5 separate regions of the Mus musculus genome follow, and regions 2, 3, 4 and 5 are each linked to region 1. A link is a contact called in public Hi-C, HiChIP or PLAC-seq and promoter capture Hi-C data. All regions are on one chromosome and are shown on one strand. Each heading gives the region's core, a stretch centred on a gene start, on an enhancer-like site or on the middle of the called end of the contact. The rest is flanking DNA. Distances are from core to core; before and after follow the strand shown. Region 1 holds the start of Spring1 (SREBF pathway regulator in golgi 1). Region 2 overlaps Med13l (mediator complex subunit 13-like). Region 3 overlaps Med13l (mediator complex subunit 13-like). Region 4 overlaps Med13l (mediator complex subunit 13-like). Region 5 has its middle 22 kb from the start of Gm46921.

The links. Promoter capture Hi-C pulls out the DNA fragments that hold promoters and counts their contacts. Hi-C and Micro-C count contacts between places; a contact is called where the count stands out from the background. HiChIP or PLAC-seq counts read pairs in DNA pulled down with a chosen protein or histone mark.
Region 2: an H3K4me3 HiChIP or PLAC-seq map of the 230-238 cell line shows a contact between it and region 1, with 16 read pairs. The contact joins the enhancer-like site here to the promoter of Spring1 in region 1. A contact is called at or near these places in 13 of 39 promoter capture datasets (the C10 cell line, the SN4741 cell line, cranial neural crest and 9 more), 5 of 484 Hi-C or Micro-C datasets (bone marrow-derived macrophages, memory CD8 T cells, nephron progenitors and 2 more), 28 of 115 datasets of contacts at active chromatin or transcription factors (the 230-238 cell line, the NIH/3T3 cell line, bone marrow-derived macrophages and 18 more) and 5 of 9 other capture datasets (adipose tissue, embryonic stem cells, liver and 2 more).
Region 3: an H3K4me3 HiChIP or PLAC-seq map of stem cell-derived neural progenitor cells shows a contact between it and region 1, with 17 read pairs. The contact joins the enhancer-like site here to the promoter of Spring1 in region 1. A contact is called at or near these places in 4 of 39 promoter capture datasets (the C10 cell line, cranial neural crest, embryonic stem cells and 1 more), 15 of 115 datasets of contacts at active chromatin or transcription factors (the 230-238 cell line, the NIH/3T3 cell line, craniofacial prominence and 8 more) and 2 of 9 other capture datasets (adipose tissue and pancreatic islet).
Region 4: a contact with region 1 is called in a promoter capture Hi-C map of liver, with 5 times the contacts expected there. The contact joins the enhancer-like site here to the promoter of Spring1 in region 1. A contact is called at or near these places in 4 of 39 promoter capture datasets (the C10 cell line, cranial neural crest, liver and 1 more), 2 of 484 Hi-C or Micro-C datasets (bone marrow-derived macrophages and extraembryonic endoderm stem cells), 9 of 115 datasets of contacts at active chromatin or transcription factors (the 230-238 cell line, the NIH/3T3 cell line, bone marrow-derived macrophages and 5 more) and 3 of 9 other capture datasets (adipose tissue, liver and pancreatic islet).
Region 5: a contact with region 1 is called in a Hi-C map of uterus. The contact joins the enhancer-like site here to the promoter of Spring1 in region 1. A contact is called at or near these places in 1 of 15 datasets of contacts at CTCF or cohesin (the NIH/3T3 cell line), 4 of 484 Hi-C or Micro-C datasets (the C2C12 cell line, embryonic stem cells, muscle stem cells and 1 more) and 2 of 9 other capture datasets (adipose tissue and liver).

The regions. Positions count from the first base shown.
Region 1 is chr5:118,243,945-118,246,495 of GRCm38.p6, reverse strand. Spring1 (SREBF pathway regulator in golgi 1) reads right to left here and starts at 1,269. Exons shown (of 5, transcript NM_001081236.1): 1 at 1,038-1,269. The coding sequence starts at 1,148. It overlaps Rnft2 (ring finger protein, transmembrane 2), which reads left to right and starts at 1,471. Exons shown (of 11, transcript NM_001109902.1): 1 at 1,471-1,524.
Region 2 is chr5:118,720,417-118,722,967 of GRCm38.p6, reverse strand. Med13l (mediator complex subunit 13-like) reads right to left here. Exons shown (of 31, transcript NM_172424.4): 6 at 1,399-1,593; 7 at 1,030-1,203. Among named protein-coding and RNA genes, the nearest start is that of Gm42015, 120 kb to the left of the region's middle. Within about 2 kb of position 1,282, at least 8 of the 459 cell types and tissues checked have an H3K27ac peak or open chromatin away from gene starts, as enhancers often do. A contact at or near this core is called in the 230-238 cell line and pro-B cells, where this site is marked.
Region 3 is chr5:118,634,351-118,636,901 of GRCm38.p6, reverse strand. The region is part of intron 2 of Med13l (mediator complex subunit 13-like); the gene reads right to left. Among named protein-coding and RNA genes, the nearest start is that of Med13l, 75 kb to the right of the region's middle. Within about 2 kb of position 1,266, at least 75 of the 459 cell types and tissues checked have an H3K27ac peak or open chromatin away from gene starts, as enhancers often do. A contact at or near this core is called in adipose tissue, pro-B cells and stem cell-derived neural progenitor cells, where this site is marked.
Region 4 is chr5:118,593,368-118,595,918 of GRCm38.p6, reverse strand. Med13l (mediator complex subunit 13-like) reads right to left here. Exons shown (of 31, transcript NM_172424.4): 2 at 2,349-2,551. Among named protein-coding and RNA genes, the nearest start is that of Med13l, 34 kb to the right of the region's middle. Within about 2 kb of position 1,283, at least 37 of the 459 cell types and tissues checked have an H3K27ac peak or open chromatin away from gene starts, as enhancers often do. A contact at or near this core is called in adipose tissue and liver, where this site is marked.
Region 5 is chr5:118,512,968-118,515,518 of GRCm38.p6, reverse strand. No RefSeq gene overlaps it. Among named protein-coding and RNA genes, the nearest start is that of Gm46921, 22 kb to the right of the region's middle. Within about 2 kb of position 1,263, at least 187 of the 459 cell types and tissues checked have an H3K27ac peak or open chromatin away from gene starts, as enhancers often do. A contact at or near this core is called in the C2C12 cell line, the NIH/3T3 cell line, adipose tissue and 3 more, where this site is marked.

The sequences.
Region 1 (2,551 bases), core at 20-2,519:
AGAAAACCAGAGAACTATATTCGTAAGAACAGCAAAACAGGATCAAAGGGTGCACAGGAGCAGGAAAGGCGGAGGGGCAGGTGACCTACAAAATGCAACTCAGTCAAGTGTGGTTTCTAGGCAAATGCTGGGAACTGGTTCCTACTACAGTGGGATGCCAGGTCTCTAGGAACTCTCTACCAGGACAAAAACGGGAAAGGGAGGTTGAGAAATTAAAAATAAAAAAATAAAAAATAAAAATCTACCCAACCAAGTTGTGCCCCAAAAGGGAGCCTGTTGGGTCACCCAGGTGAACAGGCACAGAGAGCCCTTGGCCACTTCCTGGTCTAGCCATCTCTACCTCCTGCCCATCAAGAAGCCTGGGGCTGTGCGGAGCAGGGAACGCGACAGAGGAGGGTGCACAGGTCTGAGGACCCCATTCTGCCTGGCCTACCAGCCAGATCCCGCACGGAAGAGGGGCGGTACAAAGACCTGCAGTGGGACGCCTCCCTTAGCGGCCTTCGATTCACAGGAGGACAGGAGGAGGATCACACAATCGGAGGGAGGAGGACTAGAGGGTTGAGGACTAGAGAGCTGAAGGGAGGACCAATGGATGATCCAGGGACTGAAAGGAAGAGGCTCAGAGGCTCAGAGGGAGGACTGAATGGCTGCATATCAGGAGGACTACAAGGTGGAGGACAGGAGAGAGGAGCATCAGAGGACAGAGGATCAAGGGAGGGAGGAACTGTGAGGATCGAGGAGGAGGGGTTGGAAAAGAACAGAGGGTGAGAGGTAAGAAGTTGGAGGGCAGAGGAGAACAGAGGATGGGGAGGCAGAGAATTCGAGGGAGGAGGAGGAGTGGAGGACGGAGGGAGCTAGGGAGGGGAAAGGAGAAGGGCAGAGGACAACGCAACGGAGGGAGAAGGGCTGAAGGAGGATTTTAGATCAGAGGGAGGAGTGCTCAGGAGGAGGATTAGAAGAACGATGGGGAGAAGGACATAGTATTTGAGGGAGGAAGCAGGATCGGAAGGACGGAGGTCCTGAGAGAAGTCGCTTACCTGCTTGAAGGTGCTGCTGAGGAAGTAAACTAGCGAGAGGCCGAAAACCAGGGCGAGCACCCAGCGCTTGCGCAGGAGCCGGCGCCACAGCAGCGCCGCCAGGTTCAGCATCCCGGTAGGGCGCAGGCGCAGAGACGACCCCACGGCATGACCCCTGCAATCCGCTTCCAGCACTGCTTTACCTTCCCGCAGCCAACGCGCCGGCCACGTGATCCGCCGCACGCCCCGCCCCACCTAGTGACGCCAACGCCAGGCCCCTCCATGCCTCCTCGCCATTGGTTCTGCCGGAGCCTCGGCTCTCCATTGGCTGAATGTGACGGCAGGGGCGGACCTTCTCGGACTAGAGGCAGGCCTCCCTGTGCGAGGGTCCTAGCGCCGATCGCGTTCTCGGTGGCACTGCCGGCCGGAAGTCACGTGGCGCCCTGGCCACGCCAGGGATTGGCTAGGCTGGATTAGCAGAGGCCGTGATTGCTGCAGTGTCTGGCAGGTAAATGAAGGCTATGCTCGGCCGCTGCTACCCTGTGACCCCGCGAGCCTGGCGGCAAAGGCGCTTCGCCGTCCGGTCTGGGGACGCCGCTCGCGCCCAAGCGTCCTGTAGGGGACCGTGCAGCCTCCTAGGGAGGACCAGGGTGTGTGGGACGGAGATGGTCCATTCATTCATTCTGTAGCATCCTGTGGGCTCCAGGAGTCAATACGAGCCTACTTGTACCGCCCGTTTGCCACAGAATCGTGGGCATTTAATTTATGACGTTTTCTCAAAGCTTGTAGGTGGAAACTTGGGGATACCGTGTTTTAGTTTCCCCGAGGATAAGGAGTAGTGGGGCCACCCGGAGTATCAAGCCAGATTGCAAATTCTTGAGACATGTTACCTGATGGATGACAGTTTCTTTCTTTATAAAACGGCCTGGTTGAGAGTGTAGCTAGGTGATAGAGGGCTTGCCTGAATATGACGATGATACCAAGGAGTCTTTTCCTAGCTAATTTAATCTTGCAGAAAAGGCAGGCACCTTAGCCTGTGGCTTCCTAGCTAGCTGCAGCCGAGAAGGCTGTGCAGAATTAATTAATTCCGCACCCATTTGTGTTGGCCTGGGCTAAGAGATGGATCTTTCTCTGTAGGGAAAATATGCCGGGAAACTGAGCCTGTTCATGGAAGCATATTCTTTATTTCTTTAAAGATTTTATTTATGTATGTATTTATTTTTTAATTATATGTTAGAGTGGGTTTGCCCATGGGAGTGCAGGTGCCCTCCGAGGTCAGTAGAGGGAGTCAGATCACTTACAGCTGGAGGTACAGGTAGTTGTGAGCCACCCTTGTGGGTGCTGGGAACTGGACTTAGATCTTCTGCAGGAGCAGTAGCCATATGGAGTCTCTCTCCAAGCCTTGCCCTTCTTTCTTGGCTTTCTATTGGTGCGGGAGGTAGGACGAGGTGTGTGCGGATCTGTCGCTGGGGAAAATCAAGGTGATCTAATCTCTACAGAGACGTTGGCCTTCCATCTCTGCAACTCCAAGGTGG
Region 2 (2,551 bases), core at 33-2,532, 480 kb before region 1:
GACACCACCACACAACTGCTGGTGGATTTCCAACCAGAACGGGCTAACTCCAGCCAGGAGTGTTAATACAGGAGCCCTGTCACTCAACAAAGTGAATCAAACTGTTTGTTCTCCATTCAAGCAATCTCTCCATTTGGAGGACTGGGGGGGGGGGGGGGGGGCGCCTGTGGCTGCTTATTTCAGAAAGCAGATCAGTAGAGACTCAGTGTCACACTAATCTAACACTCTCTTACAATGGAGAGAGAATCACTGCATACTTGTCCTTGGGTAGCAACTGTCAGCTAGGCAAGGTTCCAACTCTCCCTGGTCCAAGGCTTCTGATGGTTAACTCTGACTGTCCATTTGACTGGACTAGGAAACACCTCCAGGGCATCATGTCTGTAAGGCACCTCAAGAGACACAGTTCCTCTGACTAAATCAAAGGATGAACCCTTCCGAGTTCACTGAGCAGTGGTAAAAGGGCCGGTGGGACCTGCTGGAGAAAGCAAGACCCTAGGGAACATGCCCTCAGGACTGCAGCCTGGCCCTGGTCACCTGCTCTGTGCTCTTTACTCTGTATCCAACAAGAGACTGAGAATTGCCTCCCACATCTTCCCACTCCCATACTGCTCCATCTGAATGCATGCAGCCGAGCAACAGTGGGCTCCCTCTGTAACTGGGAGTCAGACAAATCCTCTTCCCCCACGGGCGTCTCAGGCATCTGGCCACTGAGGCACAAAGTTCACATCGTATTTGCCACTGTTGTTTATATAAAAGACCAGGAACAGGCTACTCATATATAGTTTCCTGTTCATGTGCAGAAACATGGACATGACGTGTGACAGGGTAATTGTGTGTGCAGAAATAAGGAATGCACCAACACAATCCATGGACTAGAGACTAAGTTGGCACAGGCACAACTCTGAGATACAGCCACTCAGCCTTCTCACACTACCCCTTGGCCCAGCTCCACCACTTCATCAGGGATTCTGCAATGCTGATGGTGGTCCGGGAATCCTCCTTCCTAGGGGCACACTGGGTCGCACTCACCTATAACCACCTGCTCTGGGGAGGTGGGAGGCGTCAGAGGCATCCCACAGTTACTGGGGTCTTTCACACTACCAAGCCCCTGCTGTGCAACTGTGCCGTGCCCACTCTGAGGAACTGGGATGTCATTCTGAGAGACCAACACGAAAGCCGAAGGGTAGACCATCCGGACGCCACCTGTGAGGAGAGATGACAGACAGCAAGGATCAGGCTGAGACACTGACTCAGTGAGCAGGTCACACAGAGAAGAGGAAGTCCTGCACAAGCACACCTGCTTGAACATGTGTGCCAGAGTCACCATGACAGCACAAGGGACAGGAAGCAGGGGCCATTGGAGTTAAAACACAATTCCCCAGGCAAACACTTTCTTACCAACAATGACTTCAACTGCCACCGGGAAGTCGTCGTCATACCCCAGCTCAGCCTCTTCTCGAGGCTCCTCCCTCTTCCTCAGCACCATCGGGTAGAAACAGTGCCATTCCTCAATCAGCTTGCGGGCGGCCGGGTCAGACATCTTGTATGCATGCCCTGTTAGTGTGCCATTTAAGCCGTAAGGACTCACCAGTACTACGGAAAGGAGAGACAGGTATCACATATAATCCTAGCTATTTGGTCATTTTAGGTTAAAAGAGAGCACTACACTTCATGCCCTTTGATTTATATCCTAAGTCTTTCACAGTGTGGTTTCAAAATTTACTTTAGAATTATTTATATGTATTTTAATTACATCAATTTTCTAAAATATCAAGTTGGGATACCATTACACTTTTAATTCTATCATTATATACTTTATAAATCAACTACACATTAAAATTCATGACTATGTATGGATAATGGCTGATCAACATGGGCATGGACCCAGGCCTATATGGCACTCAGCACTGATGTGGATCCTGAGAACCCTACACATGCAATAATCAGAGTATAATAGGTAATATAGAGTATATAATAACAACAATAAACGCCTACTAGCAGATCTTAATGCCCAGAGCATGACGTGCATCTTCAGGGATGCATGATGAGCATGCTCAGGCCGTGTGAACTCCAGTATGGAGCTGACACTAGTTCTGCTTCCTGCAGTCTTTGAAGCCAAGGTTGTTTTGGTGGAGTTAGAAGCAAGCTAGGCTACCATGGCACTTACACTGTGGCCCTGTGAACAAGTCTTCGGAATAATCCTTTCTAGGGGACTAGACAACTCAGAGTGGGAAGTGCCCCATTTCCCTGTAGCTTTGTGTGTGCACTGCATGTATGTGTGCAGTCTACGTGCACACATGTGTGTGCCTGTGAGTCTGGAGACCAGGATTAATGTCAGAGGTCTTCCTCTCTGCATCTTTGTCTTTTAAATTAATTTGTGTGTCCAAATATGGAGGTAAGAGGACGGTCTGCAGAAGTCTGTTCTAGCACTTGAGTGCTTATCTGGGGAAACTTCCCCGCTGGGCCACCTTCCTGGAGCTCCACCATTGCAGGAGAGACAAGGTGTCTCACAGAATACAAAGCCCACAGACCTGGCTAGACTGCCCGCTGG
Region 3 (2,551 bases), core at 17-2,516, 390 kb before region 1:
TTCCTCTTTTCTAACCATGCCTCCAAACTACTCCTTATTTATTATATGTCCCCTTGTCCTTACCCACACAAAATGGGGACCCAAACACCCACAAACTGCTACTGATCTATACTATACTTCTGCTATAAATGGCAATGTTCAAATGAACGTCCCATACAATAAGGAAAACTAACCTTTGGGGCATTGGACAAAATGAAGTCACTCCAGCTAACTGCCATATAATGCAATTAATTTTTAAGGAAGGAGGCAGGTCTTAAGGTTTTTCCCTCAGTCAGTGCAGAAAGAACTGTTCTTCGTTTATCTTTACCACAGAAAGCAACCTCAGCCCTATGTCAACTGGTGAGCGCTTTCCTGCCATTGGGCTGACACACTCCCACCTTACAAAACTCGTATTACACGGCCCACAGGAGCATCCTCCCATTCTGGACCAAAACAGAAGCTGCCCTGATTCATGATCCATGAGCAAAGCCTTGAGCTGGATAACTCCATCTTTCAAGCAAGAGTGGCTGGAGGTGACCGTGGATACAGGAGAGCTAACTGTCTCAAAGAGCAAGGTATGAAGAGAAGGGCTTCTGGTGTGCGGTGACCTCTGATGCCCCACAACTGCACTGAATGGCTGAATCCTACCTTGATGAGGAATGAGTCCATCTCTAGTGTACTAGTGACCATCGGTGGTTTTGGAAGTCCAGGTAATTCTACCACAGAAACAAGAGCAGCTGCTCCATGAGAGACTCCAGGCATTGTCTCTCACACCTGGTCACATCTGCCACAAAAGCTAGCACTTGTCTGCTGTAACTTCAACAGAGGCACACTGAGAGACAGCTAGCTACACAAAGGACGCGGCCACTGGCGGAAGCACTAACCAGTTAATCCTCTGTCAGCCGTGAAGCGCCTGTGGGAAAACAGTGCTAGTTACAGCAGAGAGAGAGCAGGAAGCAGAGGCTGGGGCAGAGCGTCTGAAATTAGGCCACACACGCAAGAAAAAAAGACCTGGAATTTCTCTGCACTAATAAATATTTCCAGTTGTGTTTGCTGAGAAACTTTTTGTGTCAGAGTGTAGCAACATAAGGGCCATCTATGTCCCTGATTAACACAGTCATAGAGAAGCACACACCACTGCCAGTTGGGAACATTAGACTTCCAAGGCCAGTTTTTGTCTGTGAACAAATGTCAATCAAGCACGGGAAAGTGGCGGCGACTCCTGGGGGACCTGCCTTCACTCTGCCAGCACTACAGCAACAGCCTGTCCGGGAGGCACTGTGAGAGGGCCCACTGGGAGGCCTTCACAAGACTGAGGAAGGGCTCTCTAAGAGTTGTCTGTGTGCACTCAGCCATCCATGATGTCTCCCCCCTCTGTAGAGTCACTGTCACCACTACACTGATTCCCAGTCACCTCATCTCCAATCTCCACTTTCCTGGAGACAAGCTTTGTTCTGACGGTGAAGGCCATTCCAGTTTCTCAGCCTGCCGATGCTGACCCACACTCTGCCCTCAGACTGGGCTCTCCTGACTCCACAGCCCCGCACAGCCCTTCTGAGAGCCACGCTGGCCTTCAGTCCTGGAAGAAACATTCTGCATCACCCACCGACAAAGCCTGCTGTCCTTTCTGTCACCAATCCTGTCGCTTCATCCACTTCAACTCTTTCCTACTTCTCAAACCCTGGTCCAAGGCTGGAGTGTGCGTAGCATGTTTCTGGCCCTTGTGTTCAATCTCCAAAGCAACAACAGACTAAAACATTAACTAACCCTCAGTTCAGAACAGCACTTCCCAGACAAGCCCACGCAGTCTCTCAACTCTTCTCCGCTTGTGTCTGTGAGTTTACTAATGTTCACGCCTCCTTTTCACCAATAACCTAAAACTCAGAGTGAACAAACCAGCTTGCTGTCAGTCATTCCTACATCCCATGAGGTGTGGTGTGGTGTGGTGTGGTGTGGTGTGGTGTGGTGTGGTGTGGTGTGGTGTGGTGTGGTGTGGTGTGTGGTGGCTGTACACACTGGGGCTTGCTAAACTAACACACCTCACCCAGTACAAAGATCCCCAGAACTGTTCAGGGCAACCCTCCTTGCCAATGAACTGGAAACCTAAGAGAGGGACTCTGACAGGATCAGGTTTTACATCCAATGACTTCAAGAATGAAGACAAAATTCTACATATATGAACCCAGTGGATTTATGTCAGAGAAATAATACCATTCTCTATCTAGAATTCAATCTTTAAAACTAGACTAGTCTCTAAACACACAACAGATTAAAAATCAGTTTATAAAAGTAAAGAAATGGCTCAGAAAGAAAACTCGGACAACAGAGAAACTTCCTGAAAGGAACAACCAGTTGCTGGATAGGACAGCACCTGAACTGTCTATGAGAACTGAGCGCTGCCAGGGTGGGGCTGTAGCAGGTAGCAGGGAAACTGAAGTCATGTTTTATACACGGGAAGGATTCCCAAATACAGCAGAAAGCAGTTACTGAGTTTTTAGTGTATCCTGTTAAGGACCTATACTACTTTCTTCATCAACAAGGCAGGCTTCTTTTTCCTATGGTGCTGCGTGGA
Region 4 (2,551 bases), core at 34-2,533, 350 kb before region 1:
ACCTACAAAGTGAGACTTTGATTGTAAAATAAATAAATAAATAGCATTTCTATAACTTAAAACAAAACAAAAAAAAATTTTTTTAAATAAGTCAATCTTTGCTTAACTCTTGCCAGTATATTCTCACATTAATGACCTACGTGTGTGACATGAAGCAGCTCGGGAAGAGCAGTCCATGCTTACACGAGTTTTAATAGTGCTGCAACAAGCTGGTCTCACACAACAGCACTCACTTTGCTATCAAGCCAGGCCATGTGTTTTCTAACTTGTTACGAAATGAACTGAAGACATCAGGAAGGAGAAACAGAACCAAAAGTAACAAGGAAGAGCTGGGAGGTGGCTCAGCAGGTAAAGGTGCTTGTCACTAAGTTACCTGAGCCTAATGGCTCAGCAGGTAAAGGTGCTTGTTACTAAGTTTCCTGGGCCTAATGGCTCAGCAGGTAAAGGTGCTTGTTACTGAGTTTCGTGGGCCTAAGCCTTAGGATGTCTCCACAGGTATGCCATGGTGCACATGACCTCCCATCAATCAGTGATAGTTTAAAATATTTTTTTAAGATGAGAAACTAAAGGAGAAAAATGTTTAAAAATCCACACATGAAAAAACTAAAAGAATGCAACAGTTTTACATTCAAACAAACACAAATATAACCTACCAGCTAGAAGCTCTCTTAGAGACTCTGAAAACCCAAACCGTAGGTGGTGTGAAGCTCTAGCTGCATCTACATCACCTACTAATTACACGAGGTTTGGACATGGACATAAATTCTGAGTCTGCGGATGAGCGCACTAGAAAGCAACCTCCCCTAGATAGAGTGAACATACACTAGAGCATCAGGGAAGAGGTTTGCAGCCCAGAGGTAGCTCAATTAGTCCACTGTGCTATACTGCCCCCTAGCTGCTGTGGCAAGATACACCACCAACAGGAGAAAAAAAACAAAACAAAACCAAACAAACAGGGCTGCCAACAAGTTTCAAGAATTTGGCAGGAAATCCTTTAGGCAAATTTAGAACCTTTAAAGCAGACCCACAAGAATACACCGGAGTTTGCTTTATGTCTTCCCGTAATAAATAATAAGAACATAAACTAACGACACATCTCAGCAATGCCTGCAACATTTCAACCACAAACTAACTAGAGCGGATTAAGTTCTAAAGCCAGGCGAGAAGGGCCAGCACTCCCCAGAGAAGGGCCAGCACTCCCCACGGAGACATGGGCTAGCCAAGCAAGGCGCACAGCCTGTCACACAGCTCCACACAGCTCAGACTCAGGGAGTCCTCGGGCAGCACAGCAGCGTGGGAAGGCCTGCCTCCAAACCACAGAACAGCCTGGAACAGCTCCTGACTTAGAGAATTCTGTAGGACATGAATGAGAAACTTGGCGAGAGGAATGGAAACTACTAATAATATTTTCTGCTACTGTAAATGTATGGTAAACATAAAAAATAGTTTAGACTAACAAATATTTTTGCATTAATTCAAAGTTTCCAGGTGTCAGATGCAAACTGAAGTCAAAATTTAGTTAATTAAAAGTTAGTATTTCTGGAATCAGTAAGAGAAATAAACTGAGATACTTTAAAGAAACTTATCTTTCCCGAAAACAGTATCCAAGGTTAATTTAAGATTTGTCCAGTAAAAGATGCATTAGATTTCTGCATTTTCAATTTGCCAACAAAGAGTTGAGCTGTTCACATAGCTGTCTTACTAGTTACTCACAACTCACTATTAATTTAAAAACAGGGGTGCCAGGCGGTGGTGGCGTACACCTTTAATCCCAGCACTCGGGAGGCAGAGACAGGCGGATTTCTGAGTTCAAGGCCAGCCTGGTCTACAAAGTGAGTTACAGGACAGCCAGGGATATATAGAGAAACCCTGTCTCGAAAAAGCCAAAACACAAAACAAAAACAAAAACAAAACAAAAAAGCAGGGTCAGAGCCTTGTCTCCTCCCAGACACTGCCCACTGGGTACACAGTACTCTAACAGTAATGATTTCAGAGGCCAGAAGGACAGGGTGGTGAACCCCTGTACCCCAGTTGGCAAGAGGCTGAGCCAGAAGGAGTGCTTCAAGTTTAAGGCTATATGTTGACTCTGTCTGTAAATGATAAAAGAATGGACTTAAGGTGATCTTACAAGGTTCTAATTTTCAGCATGACTAAGGAAGAACAAGAGAGTTTAAGGAAAGAGAAATGTGGGGGGCGGAGGTGGGGGAGTGAGGCTATTCTTCTGACAAACACACTGTCCACTGCCTGCTTGGGATCTGTTTTAAGCAACTCCTAAATATAAATTCCAAAATTTACAATTGTTCAAAAAACATATGCAAATATTTTTTAAAGAAAAACAAAATCCTTACCCTGCAGTTCATGATGTATTACTCCCACTAGGTTGGGTTCATCTCCCCACCAGAATATCCAGAGCTCTTTGCAATCTGGCTTGACATCACGACGCCATACACACAGCAGGTTGGCTTGCAGACAGCGGATGAAACTTAACAGGATTGGATCATCTTGGGCTGGGGCTGAAATTATGGGTCCACAGTCCCCGTGCCCTCCAAAA
Region 5 (2,551 bases), core at 14-2,513, 270 kb before region 1:
AAAGCCTGCCAACTTTCCTGGCACGGCTCTTATTTCTTTACATGCATGTTGCATTCCATCTGGTTAATGCGCCATTCTTGGATTCTGGCGAGGGCCTAGCAAGGTGGCATGGTGTGCTCAGGCTTGTTCTATGCAAAGCAGGGTACCAGCCAGAGGGAGCTTTGGCGGGATGGGGGGAGTTCTACCTTCCTTAGGCACAGGGGTGCCTGGAGTCCCAAAGACAAGAGGGCAACTGCCTACCCAGCTCTCTCCAGATGTGGCTGAAGCCCTTCCTTTGTTTTTTTGTTTTGTTTTGTTTTTTGTTTGTTTGTTTGTTTGTTTTTCTTTTAGTGGTGTTAGGGATCAAAGCCAGGACTCTGCACATAACACTATACACTACAGTGCTCTATATACATTGAGCCCTGCCCCCAGCCGAATTTCAGGTTCAGTAAAGTCACAAGTGAGCCATCCCTTGCACTTCACTCTACCCAGAGAGTTTAGGGAGATGCAGCTGCTCTGCCTCCTCTGGTACACAGCCAAGAATATACAAGGAGGGTGCGTGAGGCTAATGTTAGGAAGCCACATTACTGTTTACAAATGTGAGTTTGGTCCAGAGGCATCCCAAGGACCGGGATGCGAACACCTAGGTCTGATGGTTTCAGACACTTAAGAGAAAGGTTCGTCTCTGTATTCATTTAGTTCTCCAGAACCACTGAGGACGTGCTGTGATTTGGATCCAACACCATAATGCATGTGGAAGACAGGAAAGCCAGGTTTTAGATACTCTCAGAACATCTGGCGAATTCAGCTTTTAAAAGGGGGCAGGGGGAGCGAGGGGAGAGAAGACAGACCCCTTCGGAAGCCGTTGTCAGGTACTGGGTATCCAAAAAACATTCTCCGGGTTGACTCAAGTGTTCTCGCCTCCCTCCTCCCCAGTGGAATAGGAATAGAACCCATGAGACTGGTGAGTTAGGAATTCAGAGGAGAAAATTGGCTCTTGGCACCGCGAGCAAAAACATGGAGGTCTCTGCCTGGACGACGCGTCAAACGCACGTCTCTCAGAGTCCCGCCTGCGGTGCGAATAGAATGCTCCTGTTCTGAAGTGGAATTACTCACCTGGATCCGGCGCGAGTGACACGGCACCGAGAGGTTTAAAAAAAAAAAAAAAATCCCGGTTCCTAATGAGAAACAGCCGCGTGCGGAATAAAATTAGTGTGAGTTGTGTAATCCCAGCTGGCCAGTTGCGAGAACAGGGAGGAGGCAGGAGGCGAGGGAACAGGCTCTGGAGCCCATCCTGACCCTCTGGGTTGGAATTTCTGAGTCTCTTTGCCTTGAGTCAGAATAGGAAACCGAACCCTGACCGCGCGCTTCTTTTTATAGAATCGAACTTTCTTGCCAGCTTCCTCCGGAGCGCGAGATCGTCCCTCTTCGTCTCTAAACAATACGCCAATCATCAGATGTGAGGAGAGGGAGGAGGGGCGTAGTGTTCTGGGAGCATCAGACAGAACCCAGGCCCAGGGCCCAAGACAAACACCGAGCCCCAAGTTTGGCTTCCGTACCAGACCTGGTAAATACAACATGTTTTTACAGGTTGAGAAATTGTCTGGCTCGTCTCTGAAATTTTCTCTCTTTCTCCCACTTCTTCTGACTTGGATCTCAGCGTTCTGTCAGCGTTCTGCCTCGGTGTTGGCCAAGTTCACGTTTGCCAGTTGCCGAGTGGATAATAGATGGTTTGTAAGATTCGTAATCTGTTGGGGAGACGGAAACTCAGACAGCCAGGCAGTCGTTGCCTGTGTGATAAAAATGACTCTCATGAGTTTTTACTTGGCCCGGCTGGCCAGGCTTGTACTGAAGGACAGTGGGAACCAAATGACTTAATGCCCAGTCAATCACTGCCTCAGCCACTCTGACCGGGCAGCCCACCGGACACGCCCCCCCCCCCCGCGCGCCCCCCATAATCAGTTTAGAGTCAATTCTTGCTTGTAAGGGAGGCTGGAGTCTGCTGGCCCAAAGTGTGAAGTCGCTGGTTTAAAATAAAAGGAAAAAAAAAGAGAAAGAATTCTCATTAAAAATGGATTTTTGTTGTTAAGTGTTTTGAGGCCAGGAACAGCGAAGTTGGAGGAGATCCGTTGCCAGAAGCTAACAGCTTTTCCAACTTTGGGTTCCCAGTTCCACTCTGGCTTCTCATAATTGGGTCTCAACGGTGCCAGGACATGTCATAAACTACCAAATTTGTACAACAATATATTGACACAAGTGACTCTGTGTAGCCTGAACTTAAAGGTAGTGGGGGTGGGGTTATGGACTGTCCCTACTGGCATGGCTCCCTAGGGTCACCTGGGATAATTACCATTCCTGGAGTGGTGACCACTGTCAGTCAGACCAGTTTGCTGACCTGCTTGGATCTCACAGAGTTAAATTGCTAAGAAAGCCATCTTGCCTTCTAGACCTGCTTCCCTGTGGTCTCCCCTACCAGCTTACCTCAGAAGAGGGCTAAAGGGTCAACTCTAGCAGGAACATTCCAGCAGAACAATCCAGCTGGCACCAGAGCCCCATCCTGGGGGTGGGGGCT